Linked DNA regions of Oryctolagus cuniculus: region 1 is linked to region 2. Evidence: chromatin contacts called from public Hi-C data. All regions are on one chromosome and are shown on one strand. Each heading gives the region's core, a stretch centred on a gene start, on an enhancer-like site or on the middle of the called end of the contact. The rest is flanking DNA. Distances are from core to core; before and after follow the strand shown. Region 1 holds the start of PLCL2 (phospholipase C like 2). Region 2 has its middle 59 kb from the start of PLCL2.

Region 1 (5,650 bases), core at 411-2,910, 60 kb after region 2:
TGGGGAGCCGGGGGCCAGGGCCAGCATGTGTGTGTGTGTGTGTGTGTGTGTGTGTGTAGCAGTTTGCTCCAACACAATGTTAGTGAAACAAGGTCTTCCTTCGCTGCTGTGGGCTACACCAGTGTCTCCCTCCTGCCATGGGGGGTGGGACAGTGCATCCCAGGAAGAGGACGCGCACTAGTTGGAGAAGAGCAGGAGGTGAGCAAGCCCAGGAGGCTGGTGGCCCAGGGAGCCTGGGATGGAGAAGTGGTTGGGACCTGGCCGGAAACCTTGGGTACCATGCCGTGACGCTTAGGCCCCTGCGGGTTCCGGGGGTGGAGATTTCCAGGGGGAGGCCTATTTGCATGGGGGGAGCAACAGGATCCGCTGTGATTTCTAGGCCATTCACTCTCCCTGATAAGTGGGGATAAGAGGAGAGACAGGAGAGGCCGACTGTCGCCATGCATGGTAGGACTCTGCCCCCCAAACTATGAGCCTTTTCTAGGTTGCGGACGGCGAGGTGGCCGCAGGAGGACACTAACACACAGCGCCTGCAATGATAAATCTCAGGGTAGGGCAGGCGACCCAGAGGACAGGGACAGACTGTCCATCTCCTCATCCCCTCGTGGCTCGCAGGCCACCCCATGCCTTACCCTGCCCCCGCATCCTCGCAACCACCAGGGGTCCATCCATGGCTTAGGAGCCCAGGGGAATGGAAGCCAAGTAGCTCCAGTTCAGGAAATGGGCCTGACCCCCATGAACGGCTTTCCCCCCAAGTCGGGTGGGAGAGGAACGATCGTGCGTGGGCGGGCGTGGAGAGCGCCGCGGCCAAGCCCTTGCGTCCACAGGCCTAGGCTCCTGGGGGCTCGGTGTGGGCGATCAGCAGTTGCAGCCGCCCCGGGGTTGCTGGGGTAGTGAGGACCCGCGGCCGCCGTCGGTTGGGCAAGCGAGGTGCCCCCCAGCCTGGCGACCCGGCCTCAGCACCCGCAGCCGTGACGACTGGCGACCTGGAGCGGGCACCCCGGGCAGCTCGCGGGGGGTCAGCGGGCGGCCCGGGAGGGTCCTCGCGGCCTGCAGAGCGCAGCGCAGAGCTCGGGAGGAGAGGGCCGCGGGCGGGGTGGGGGTCTCCTGGGGGGTCCGGGCGGCTGTCACGGCGGGGCAGCCCCTGCCCGCCGTGCGCTCCCTCCCCGCGCCGCGGGCCTCGGGGGGCGACCTGGGGTACGTGACGCGCTCGGCACGCCGTGGCCTCTGGGGAGCTGGCGTCTGCTAGACCCTCGGAGGCGCCTCCGCGCGGCCGGGGACGTCGGGGCATCGGAGGTGGGCGCCCTTTTCCCGCGCGGTGGGCGCCCCGAGCCCCGGGGAGCGCGCGCGAGCCCCGGATGCGGGCGCCCCGTCCCCTCAGGCTGGGTGCCGCGGCCCCTGGGGCGGGCGGCCGGCCGCGCGCGGTATTTTTGGTGCCTGCCGCGCGGCGCGAGTGTCGGGCGTGTTTTTTCCTCTCCCCAGGTGCCGGGAGCTGACTCGTGTCTCTCTCTCTTTCATCTCCCCTGCAGGAACCTTCCGACCGTTCTGCTGCCACGACTTCACCCGTGCGGCAAGGCGAGCTCCAAACAAACATCACATCTAAATTAAAAAAAAAAAAAAAAAAAAAAAAAAAAGCGGAAGAAGCGGCCGAGGCGGCGGCGGCAGCGGGAGGAGGAGAGGAGGAGGGGCCGCGCGCGGCGGCCGAGGCGGCGGCGGCGGCGGCGGCGGCGGCGGCGGCGGGGACGCGGGGACGGGGACGCGGCTTTGTGAGGCGGGTCGCGGGGCGCCCATGGCGGAGTGCGGCCGGGGGGGCGCCGCCGGCGGGGCCCTGCCCACCTCTCCGGGCCCGGCCCTCGGCGCCAAGGGCGCCCTGAAAGCCGGAGCCGGGGAAGGCGGCGGCGGCGGCGGCGGCGGCGGCGGGGGAGGGCGCCTCGGCCACGGGCGGGCGCGCTATGACAGCGGCGGGGTTTCCAACGGAGACTGCAGCCTCGGCGTGGCCGGGGACGAAGCCCGGGCCAGCCCCGCCGGGGGACCCCGCGGCGTGGCGCTCGCCGCGACCCCCAGCCCGGCCGCCTGTCCCCTCCCCCGGGAGAGCAAGCCGGGCGGCCTGCCTCGCCGGAGCAGCATCATCAAGGTAGGTGGGAGAGGGGCGCTCCTCGCCCGCCCCGGCGCCCTTGGGCTCTGGTACCCCCGAGGGCTGGTGGTGGCGAAGGGAGGTCGTTGAAGGGACGCCCCCTGCTAGCAGGAACCCCTGGTGCACGGGTTCCTGGCGTGGCGAGCAGGCTTGGGTGCAGACGGCATCTGGGAAGAATGGAGAGGTGATCTCCAATGTGCAGGGGAGCTGTGTTCACACATCCCCAGTTGAACTTGGGGCTGTCATCTCTCCCAGGATTGGCCTGGAATTAGGGCCTGGTACCTACCTCGGCAAGACAAGCTCTCCAGTGGGAGCCTGGGCTCTAAGGTTTCTATTGTATTTTACAGACCAGGATTATGTGAAAACATTTCCTTAAAAACCCCAGGCGACGGGATGAAAAGAGATTGTTTAATCACTTTCCTCTGACCTGTATTACAGTTAGTGGTCTCTTGCAAATGGTTTACCCCGAAAGGGTGCAGAACCTCAGGTCACTGGATCCCATAGCAGACATGGAGTAGGTTTCTGAACGTAAAATGCAGATTTCCGCTTTCTTAGGCTCAGAAGCTCTGAGAGATTACAGTTCCGCACGATTTAATCTTTCTCTTGCTGCAGCAGGCAGGCAGGCCTGCCGTTCTGTGGAAGTTCTTTTGGGCAGTTTGCTTGGTTTTGGTATCTTGCACGGTGTATATAGCAGAAGACAGTCAGCGGTTGTCTCATGCATTTTGAACTCAAGAAGTGATATTTAGGAACTCCTGAGTTTGTGGTGGTTTCATGCTAATACTACATTTTGGGTCTGCAGTGTAAAAATATGTCTCATGACATGAAGCGAAAAAAGAAAAGAAAAGAAAGCAAACAGTCGATGGGCTAAGAAGAGCGGAGTCTTAGGCAAGACCAACCCATTGGGCTTGCTCAAGTTTGGAGCAACTATGAAAATGTTGCTTTCTGAAAATCAGGGGGTTGTCAGGACAGTGAGCAACAAAGCAGGGTGACAGGGCTGCACCCACCCTTCCTGTAGCTGATAACAGAGGGCTAGAGGGCAGAACATGCCACCAAGGAGGGTTGCCACTGGTGCTGTGCAATCTAATTGGCCCACGGCAGTCTTGCTCGAACCGTGAAAATGCGTGTTGGTGTTATCAACTTGTGCAGTAATCCAGTGAAATATGCCGCCTAGCTACTCTGTGTAAGAGGCAGTTGTGAAACTGCATTTCGCTTTGTCATCTGTTTGCACAGTTTGTGCCTGGGCAAGGGCACCGCTGAAGGGCTCAGAGAGCAAGTGCTTTAACTACCTGCAGCGCGCGGAGTGCAACTGAGGCAGGGGAAGTGTTTCTGCTCCGTTCAGAGCTTTTGGTGATTTGTGTTTTCTTTTGCTCTTGTAGCTTGTGTTTCCATGGAAGCTGCTTTTAACTGTGCGTGATAATCAATCCTATTGGCAGGCAGTTTTGTGACATTTCTGTTTATTTATTGGTCACCAACTATTTGTGGTGCTTTTGTATTGTGGTGTTAATGAAATTTGAGATGAAAATTCTGTAGAAGATACCACCCCGTCTAACTGTTATCCCTCTTCCCCAGTTGTTTTAAGGACCTGTTTTTGCATTTAAAACAGAATCAGGTTTATTGGTGTTCATAGTGAGACTCATAGTGTAACTCATTGACTTACAGCGGCCTTGTTTGATTTGACACTCATCGGAGATAATGAAGATTATTTGTCAGTATTTGTCAATATTTGTAATACATGGAATGGAGAATGTATTGGTAGGTATCAGTTCTTCATTGAAGACTCTGGCAGCATGCCAGGGGGAAATGATCAATTATCCAGAAATCACTGGTTATGGGAATACCTTCGATGCTTACACTGAATTGTGAAACTTGCAAGGATATTTTTCTTCTTTCTAATGAAGGCAATTGACTTCTTTTTCACAATTGTAACCCCTTGATCCACAGTGCCAGGAATGTAATAGGGGCTCAATAAATTGTGTGAATTAAGGCACGATAAGAAAGAGCACATTTTCTCTAAATTCTGTTGATTTCTAAAACACATGGTCTTGGATTTACCAGTCTCAAATCTGGTCTGTCATTTTGGATCTCCTCTGATGACTTGACAGGCTGCTTTTTCTTGCCTCTGTTTCCACTTTATGTTTTCAGAAATTCTCTTGAAAATTATGGAAGTGGTGTTAAAAGTTGATCATGCCTGGGTTACAGGAGAGAGGGGATGTTATATTTAAATAGATAATCACCTGGTATATTTCTCCTTGAATTGGTGTCTTAAAGTATTGCGGTTTTAGGAATTTAGCGTGATTTTTTTCCAAAGGCATGCCTTTTGCATGAAGACATTATCCTAATAAATAAAGGACTTTTATTTTAAAACCAGGTTTCGTAAAGCAAGGAACTGTTGTGCAGATATTTTTGTCATGTGCCTGGCAGAAATTATATTTCACTTTTGGTAAGAAATAATCAAAAGCTTAAGCAGAAGCAGTTGTGAAAAGGCAACAGTGACATCTTGCCTCGGTTTCCTTGTGTACTTTTTAGATAGGAGGAATGAATGCAGCCGGGTGCTCTGCGAGGAGAGGTGGCAGCGGAGTAGTAGGCTGGGTGATAATGGGAACTTGAGGGGTAGCAGGGAGTAAATGCTCACTGAGCGGAGAGGCCAGTACTTACAGGACGTGGGGCTCCTGAGCTCTGCCTCTGTCCCAGCTTCCATCCATCCTCATCGCTGGCGTCACAGCCCCCTTCAGTGGGCACCCAGCAGCCGGGGGCAGAAATAACTGACTGACCAAGAGAAACAGTAGGCAAGGAAACATGATTGCCAAGGTGCGGGGCAGAGGCAGAAGCATCCTGTGGGCTGACCAGAGTTATAATTCTCGTTTCAAATCATTCCTTTGGTACTCCATTTGTTTGGTAAATATGGTGTTGAGTGAGAAATTGTTGTAAAACTCCATTTTCCGCGGGAGGAGATGTAAGGATCTACACTAAAGCTCCTTGTTCACGGTGAAGGTGTTGATGAGAAGTCAGAGTGGGCAGCTTTATTGAACCTTTGATGAACACCTGAGATGACAAATTGTGCAAATCATCACCAGGCTTCTCTACTTTCCCTTAGCTTATGGAAACGAATGTTGTACTTTTCAGATTATTTGCCAAGGCCCATTACTAGATTTTTAGGGAAGATACCATTGTATTTGTCATCTTAAGTAATCTAATAAATTAAAATATCACTTTCATTTTCTCTTTCCATAATTAATTTCATGACACTATTGAATACAATCTGTGCTTTATTTTGAAACAGTTAATTTGGTTAATTGTTCAGATGGCATCCGTTTTTTACAAATAGCTCCATCTTCTAATTCAAGAGCTTGGTCTAAAAATATGAAGTGGCATTGTAGGTCTTAGATCTCTTTTTAATTTTAGAAACAAATGAAAGTAATTAGTTTGGATGGTTTTTATTTCTATTTTTTAGAAGTAATTTTATGTTTTTTAAAGCGTTAGATCCTTATGTTTTTAGTTATGTATTTTATTTATTTG
Region 2 (5,651 bases), core at 722-3,221:
CAAGAAGGCCATCGCAGTCATCCCGACTAAGGAATGTTTCTCCTCTGTAGAGGTGGAGCCTGGCTCCTGGCCCAGCAGTGCCCTCGAGGAAACCCCCGAGCACCGAGCTGCCTGTGCCCATCCTGGGCCTCCAGACACTCCTGTTTCTATTTCCAGGGGCTGGCATCGTGGCGCAGCAGATTAAGCTGCCACTTGCAGCAACAGATCCCGTATCGGAGTGCTGGCTCAAGCCCCAACTGCTCTGCTTCCAGTCCAGCTCCCTGCTAATGCACCTGGGAAGGCAGAGGAAGATGGGCCAAGTGCGTGGGCCCGTGACTTCCACGTGGGAGACCCAGCCCTAGCCATTGCCACCATTTGTAGAGTGAACCCGCGGATGCAAGATGTCTTTCTCTTTCTGTCTCTCTCTTTCTCTGTCACTCTGCGTTTCAAATAAAATCGATCTTTAAAAAAGGTTCCCATTTCCTGATGGATACGATTTTGAGAGGAGGCCTTCCCCAAATTTCTCTCTACTGCTAGCCTGCTTGTGGTTCTTGTTGAGAAACCTGTCAATTTCTACCTCTGGTTGGAAGTAAAAATGCCTGGCGCTGGCCTTGAGACTGAATTGTGGAGCCCTAGGAGGCTGCCCCAGGACTGTACCAGTCTCCCTCCCACGATGCACCTGCGCAGTCCTAGGACTCCTCCTGAGTGTGAACGCTCTGCCAATCACTGTTGATCACAGCTTCCTGGTTTGCTTTTCAAGTGCCAGATTGTGAGAGAAATACCTTCCTTGCTGAGATAATATTGGTTTTCACAGATTCTCAGTGAATGAACAGTGACCGGGAGCTGGGGTCCCTTATACAGAGCCTTCTGGAAGAGGGAGCTCTGTGTGAGGGGCAGGAAAATGAGATCCTCTAAGTTTGGATTGAGATGAGTTTGACTGAATAATGAAAAGCAACAGGAAAATGGATGAATTCTTTCTCTGTCAAGTCCCACCTCAGGGGTGGGCCTTGGGGTGCAATGAGTTAATCTGCCCCTTGGACACCCGTCTCCTGTATTGGAGCACCAGTTGGAGTCCCTGCTGCTCTGCTTCCAATCCCGTTTCACGCTGATGCTCATGGGAAAGCAGCAGAAGATGGCCCGAGTACTTAGACCCTGCCAGCCATGCGGGAGACCCGGATGAAGTCCCTGGTTCCTGTCTTTAGCCTGGCCCGGCCCTGGCCATTGTGAATGTTTGGGGAGAAAAAACAGTGGATGGAAGATCTCTCTCTTTCTCTAACTCTGCCTTTCACATAAATAAATATTTTAAAAAAATTCCACTGCCGAGGTACCTCTGGACCACAGAGACCACTTCTCCTGGAATCGGGGAAAGGCCCACCACCCTGGGGAGTGGTCTCCACGCCTGCTGCCCCAGCATCCTGCAGAGGCGAAGACAGCGTCTAATCACGGGGCAGCCTGGAAGCCAGGCCACGGGACCCAACATTCCACCTGTGCCTTAGAATGGCCAGGAGACGTCTCCACCACCTGTGCATGGGGAAACCAGCTCGTTTGAGCCATTTGACAGGTTCCCTGGATTCTGATCGATTCCTGCCCCGCCACACACACATCTACTTAGATGGGGTGATAAGGAACCCAATACAAACTATGTTGCAAAGCTTTACTGGGTTCTCTCCCCCGTGGCTTTGGCTCTTTTGACTACTCAGACCACTGAAAATAGAGCCACTGGCACCCAGAGCCGGTTTTGGCTTCGAGGAGGGTCCCCTGCATTTAGAGGGGGGACCCGCTGCCGAGGAGGGAGCACAGCCCGCGGCGGGCCTGTCCCCGCCCTTGGCTGCGTGGAGTCCCGCCAAGCTCTCAGTTGCTGGTTCTGCCTCACACTCCCCCGCCGCAGCTGTCAGCAATGACAGACATCCCCAGCTGTCCTGGGTGACGGGGGACACGAGAGGAGGCTCCTGGCCCTGCCTGTGTTTGTGCCTTAACCTTTAAAAGCACCACCCTGTGTAACGACAGGAGCAGTTTAATTTAAGTGTCTCTGAGCTCGCATTCAGCTTGCTCGCCTCCCTCCCTCCTCTCCCGCACCCCATCCTGTTGCCCTTTCCTTTCCTGCTGGGTTGTGTTTGTGTTTTCTGCAGTGTGTGGTTCCCATCTCGCCCAGCACATCGAAGGCAATCCCGGTTCTGCTGCTAAAATGGTTATTTGCTGCTGCTTTCCCACCTCTGACTTCGGTTTTTGGACAACGTGGATATTTAATCACACAACACATGGAGATGCTCTGCCCAGTGCTTTCTTGTAGGAATCTTCAGACCAGATACAAGGCAACAGAATATTCATCTGTCATTTTCAAGCTCTGATATGAAACCTGTTCCATGGGTTAAGATTTTCCAGGTGATTTTTTTTTTTGGCTGTATTTTTTTTTTGGTAAAGGAAAAGCATGACACTGGGTTTTGGAAGGCTCTCCTATTTTCTCAAGAAAATGTTAACAGTTATCTGTTAAACCCAGAGGACTTCAAATGCCAATCCTTTATGCTTTCAGTATGACTGTGTATGTGATCTGGAAATATTCTAGACTTTACTTCATAAAGGCACACATCGCTTCTTGCTGCAGGCACCTCGCTGTTGGAATGATCGTTTGTTCTTAGACTTTCTGTTTTTCCATTCTCGAGTAATCCTGAAACTTAGCTCAATTCAGAAAGCTGGTCCTGTTGCTTGCACATGGATCTCCTGAATCACTAAGTAGCAAGCACTTTGCTCTCTGTTCTTGACACGCAGTTTCTATTTATAGCCCACAGATGATCAGAAGCCGGGGTCAAGGCCAGTTGTTGAATGCTGATTGGTAACTGGCAAGGTGTGGCAGCTGCCATCTGCCATGCCAGAGTCCTGATAGCCCTGTCGGCGTTTGCTTAATTCAGGAAAGGAGTGAAGTCCACCTGCTGTGCAGGAGCGAACCTGGCTAACTGTTTTGGACACCTCAGCCAGTTAAACTGGTTCCCAAGCGTAGACTCAACCTGAAAGGGCTGTCTGAGTCATGGGGGCTGTTGTGACACATTCTCCCTCCTTGCCCCATCTGGGGTCCTGAGACAGAGGCGTGTGAGTATCAGTCACTTTCTGACGAACAACACGGAGTACGTTTTCAGAACATAACTGAGAAAAACAACTTCTGTAGCTCAGAGGGAGATTTTATATATATATACATATACACACATATATGTATATTTCATAGCTTTCAAGTATTGGAAGAGAGAGAGATATATACATTTAACCACTCATATAAATTCACAGGGGGTCATAGATCTGCACCTCCCAAAAAGAAATCAGGCTACGTGTGAGTTAAATATATGTTTCTGGGGGAAAATAGAGCTCAAGTCATTATTTTTTAAAATTTTTTAAAGATTTATTTATTTGTTTGACAGGCAGAGTTAGAGAGAGAGAGAGACAGAGTGAGAGAGAACGAGCTTCCCTCCACTGGTTCATTCCCCAAATGGCTGCACTGGCTGGGGCTGGGCAAGGTCAAAGCAGGAGCCTGGAGCTCCATCTGGGTCTCCCATGCGGGCGCAGGGGTCCGAGCACTTGGGCCATCTTCTGCTGCTTTCCCAGCCAGCACTTGAACTGGCCCTCATGTGGGATGCTGGCATCCCAGGTGGTGGCTTAACCTGCTGTACCACAACGCAGCTCCAAGTCACTGTTTTTAAATGGTGGATTATAGGTGATGCCACTGAATGAATGCTAGGCACTTGGGAGGATTGAGGGACTAGTGAGAAAATGCCTCCTTTGGTGGTTAAAATTTTGCTGGGATTGATAGAACTCTTGGTAAGATCTATGCACATCCTGTTTTGTGCTTGCAAGTTACTTTCACAATAATTTCAACCATCATTAATCAGCAGACATTATGTCGCTGACAGATGCTATGCAATCTCTACAGAACAGTCCTCGACAGAGCCCAGCGTCTCCACCGCCACTGGAGAGGGCTTGCAGTGCTTCTCTTCTGTGGCGGGGACATCGAGTCACGGGAGGGATAAACACCTCTTTGGGAGGCGGGTGGCCCTTGGCCTCAGTTTCCCACAGAAGCAAAGGGGCCAGGCAGGCGATGTGCCAGGAGCCTCTGTCCTTCCCGCCAGGGCTCCTCTTCTTTTTACTTTGGAAATAAAACCCACTAAGTTGCCTGGCTCATAAATATTTCATTTAAGACTCTCAGAATGTAGACTTTGGATATTCCGGAACACTCTGTCTAAAGGAAGTTAGATGATTGGTGGCATCCATTCCAGGGCACGTGATGCCCAGGATTGAGTCCTAGCTTAGCCCCTTAGCTTGTGCCAGGAGGCCAGCTGGGGAGCTGGCTGTGTTACCCCTGGGGTCTGAGCTTTTCCTTGGCTGGCACAGGCTCATAAACCCACCTGGGGCTGAGCCAGATGAGAGGGTCTGGGTGCATCCAGCTGTCCCCACACTGGCGGGGGCCTGCACTTTCTCTCCCACTTGTCTTCATCTGGACCAGAATCTGTGCTTGAGAACCATTGCACGGGCATAGCCATGAACCTGGGCCGAGTAGTTCCTGATCGTGTGCTTGAATTTAAAGAAGTCTCCAACAAAATGACAAATAGCCTTGCTTTCAAGTTGTGTGTAGGAAGTGATTGTGTTTTTGATTAATCTTGGCATGAGAAACAGCACACACAAACAAGTTTACTCCTTCTGGGCATTTGGTTAATAAAGTCCACCTTAGCATAAGGACCTTGGAAGAGACTATTTGTAGAGGAGGCAATACAAATGGTTTGGAGTAAAAAAACCATTTCACCTTCATTATGAATTTTTAGAAATGAAAATTCAAAGAACAATGAAATCTAATTTTCACCTGTCAAGTCTGCATAGTTAGCCGGCGCCGCGGCTCACTAGGCTAATCCTCCGCCTAGCGGCGCCGGCACACCAGGTTCTAGTCCCGGTCGGGGCGCCGGATTCTGTCCCGGTTGCCCCTCTTCCAGGCCAGCCCTCTGCTGTGGCCCAGGAGTGCAGTGGAGGATGGCCCAGGTGCTTGGGCCCTGCACCCCATGGGAGACCAGGAAAAGCACCTGGCTCCTGGCTCCTGCCATCGGATCAGCGCGGTGCGCCGGCCGCAGCGCGCCGGCCGTGGCGGCCATTGGAGGGTGAACCAACGGCAAAGGAAGACCTTCCTCTCTGTCTCTCTCTCTCTCACTGTCCACTCTGCCTGTCAAAAAAAAAAAAAAAAAAAAAGTCTGCATAGTTAAAAACAAGGAAATTTGCCACTGATGAGGATACAGAAAGACAGGCAATGCTCCCGCGTCTGATGGGAAATTTGGTACAATCACCAGGAAGTTGGTGCCAGTATACTAGGGAACTTCCAAAAGTTTATGAAAAAGCAGAATTAAAAGATAACTAGGTCAAATGTTTGCCTCCACCCTCCTCCCAAAGCCTTTAGAATGTTCATATTCACCAAAGCACTCATTCATTAAATGTATATATTTTAAAAAGTAAACAAAGTTATAATTCAAATTTAGCTATTGCAGTGCTGCAATTTTTCATAGGGAGAAGTAGAAAAAAGCTGAGTAAGAGGGTGATTAAACATGGTATTTTATGATGACATTAATAGGAAATTTTTAAGAACAATCTATGGTCATAGCTAACAGAGTTTATGTTGGATTCCATGTTAAATGCTTCGAATGTGTTTT

What was found. Hi-C and Micro-C count contacts between places; a contact is called where the count stands out from the background.
Region 1: a contact with region 2 is called in a Hi-C map of psoas muscle, with 6 times the contacts expected there. The contact joins the promoter of PLCL2 here to the enhancer-like site in region 2. A contact is called at or near these places in 3 of 6 Hi-C or Micro-C datasets (psoas muscle, skin fibroblasts and an unstated tissue).

The regions. Positions count from the first base shown.
Region 1 is chr4:152,460,152-152,465,801 of mOryCun1.1, forward strand. It overlaps PLCL2 (phospholipase C like 2), which reads left to right and starts at 1,661. Exons shown (of 6, transcript XM_008266046.4): 1 at 1,661-2,134. The coding sequence starts at 1,790.
Region 2 is chr4:152,399,955-152,405,605 of mOryCun1.1, forward strand. No RefSeq gene overlaps it. Among named protein-coding and RNA genes, the nearest start is that of PLCL2, 59 kb to the right of the region's middle. Within about 2 kb of position 1,972, at least 1 of the 8 cell types and tissues checked has an H3K27ac peak or open chromatin away from gene starts, as enhancers often do.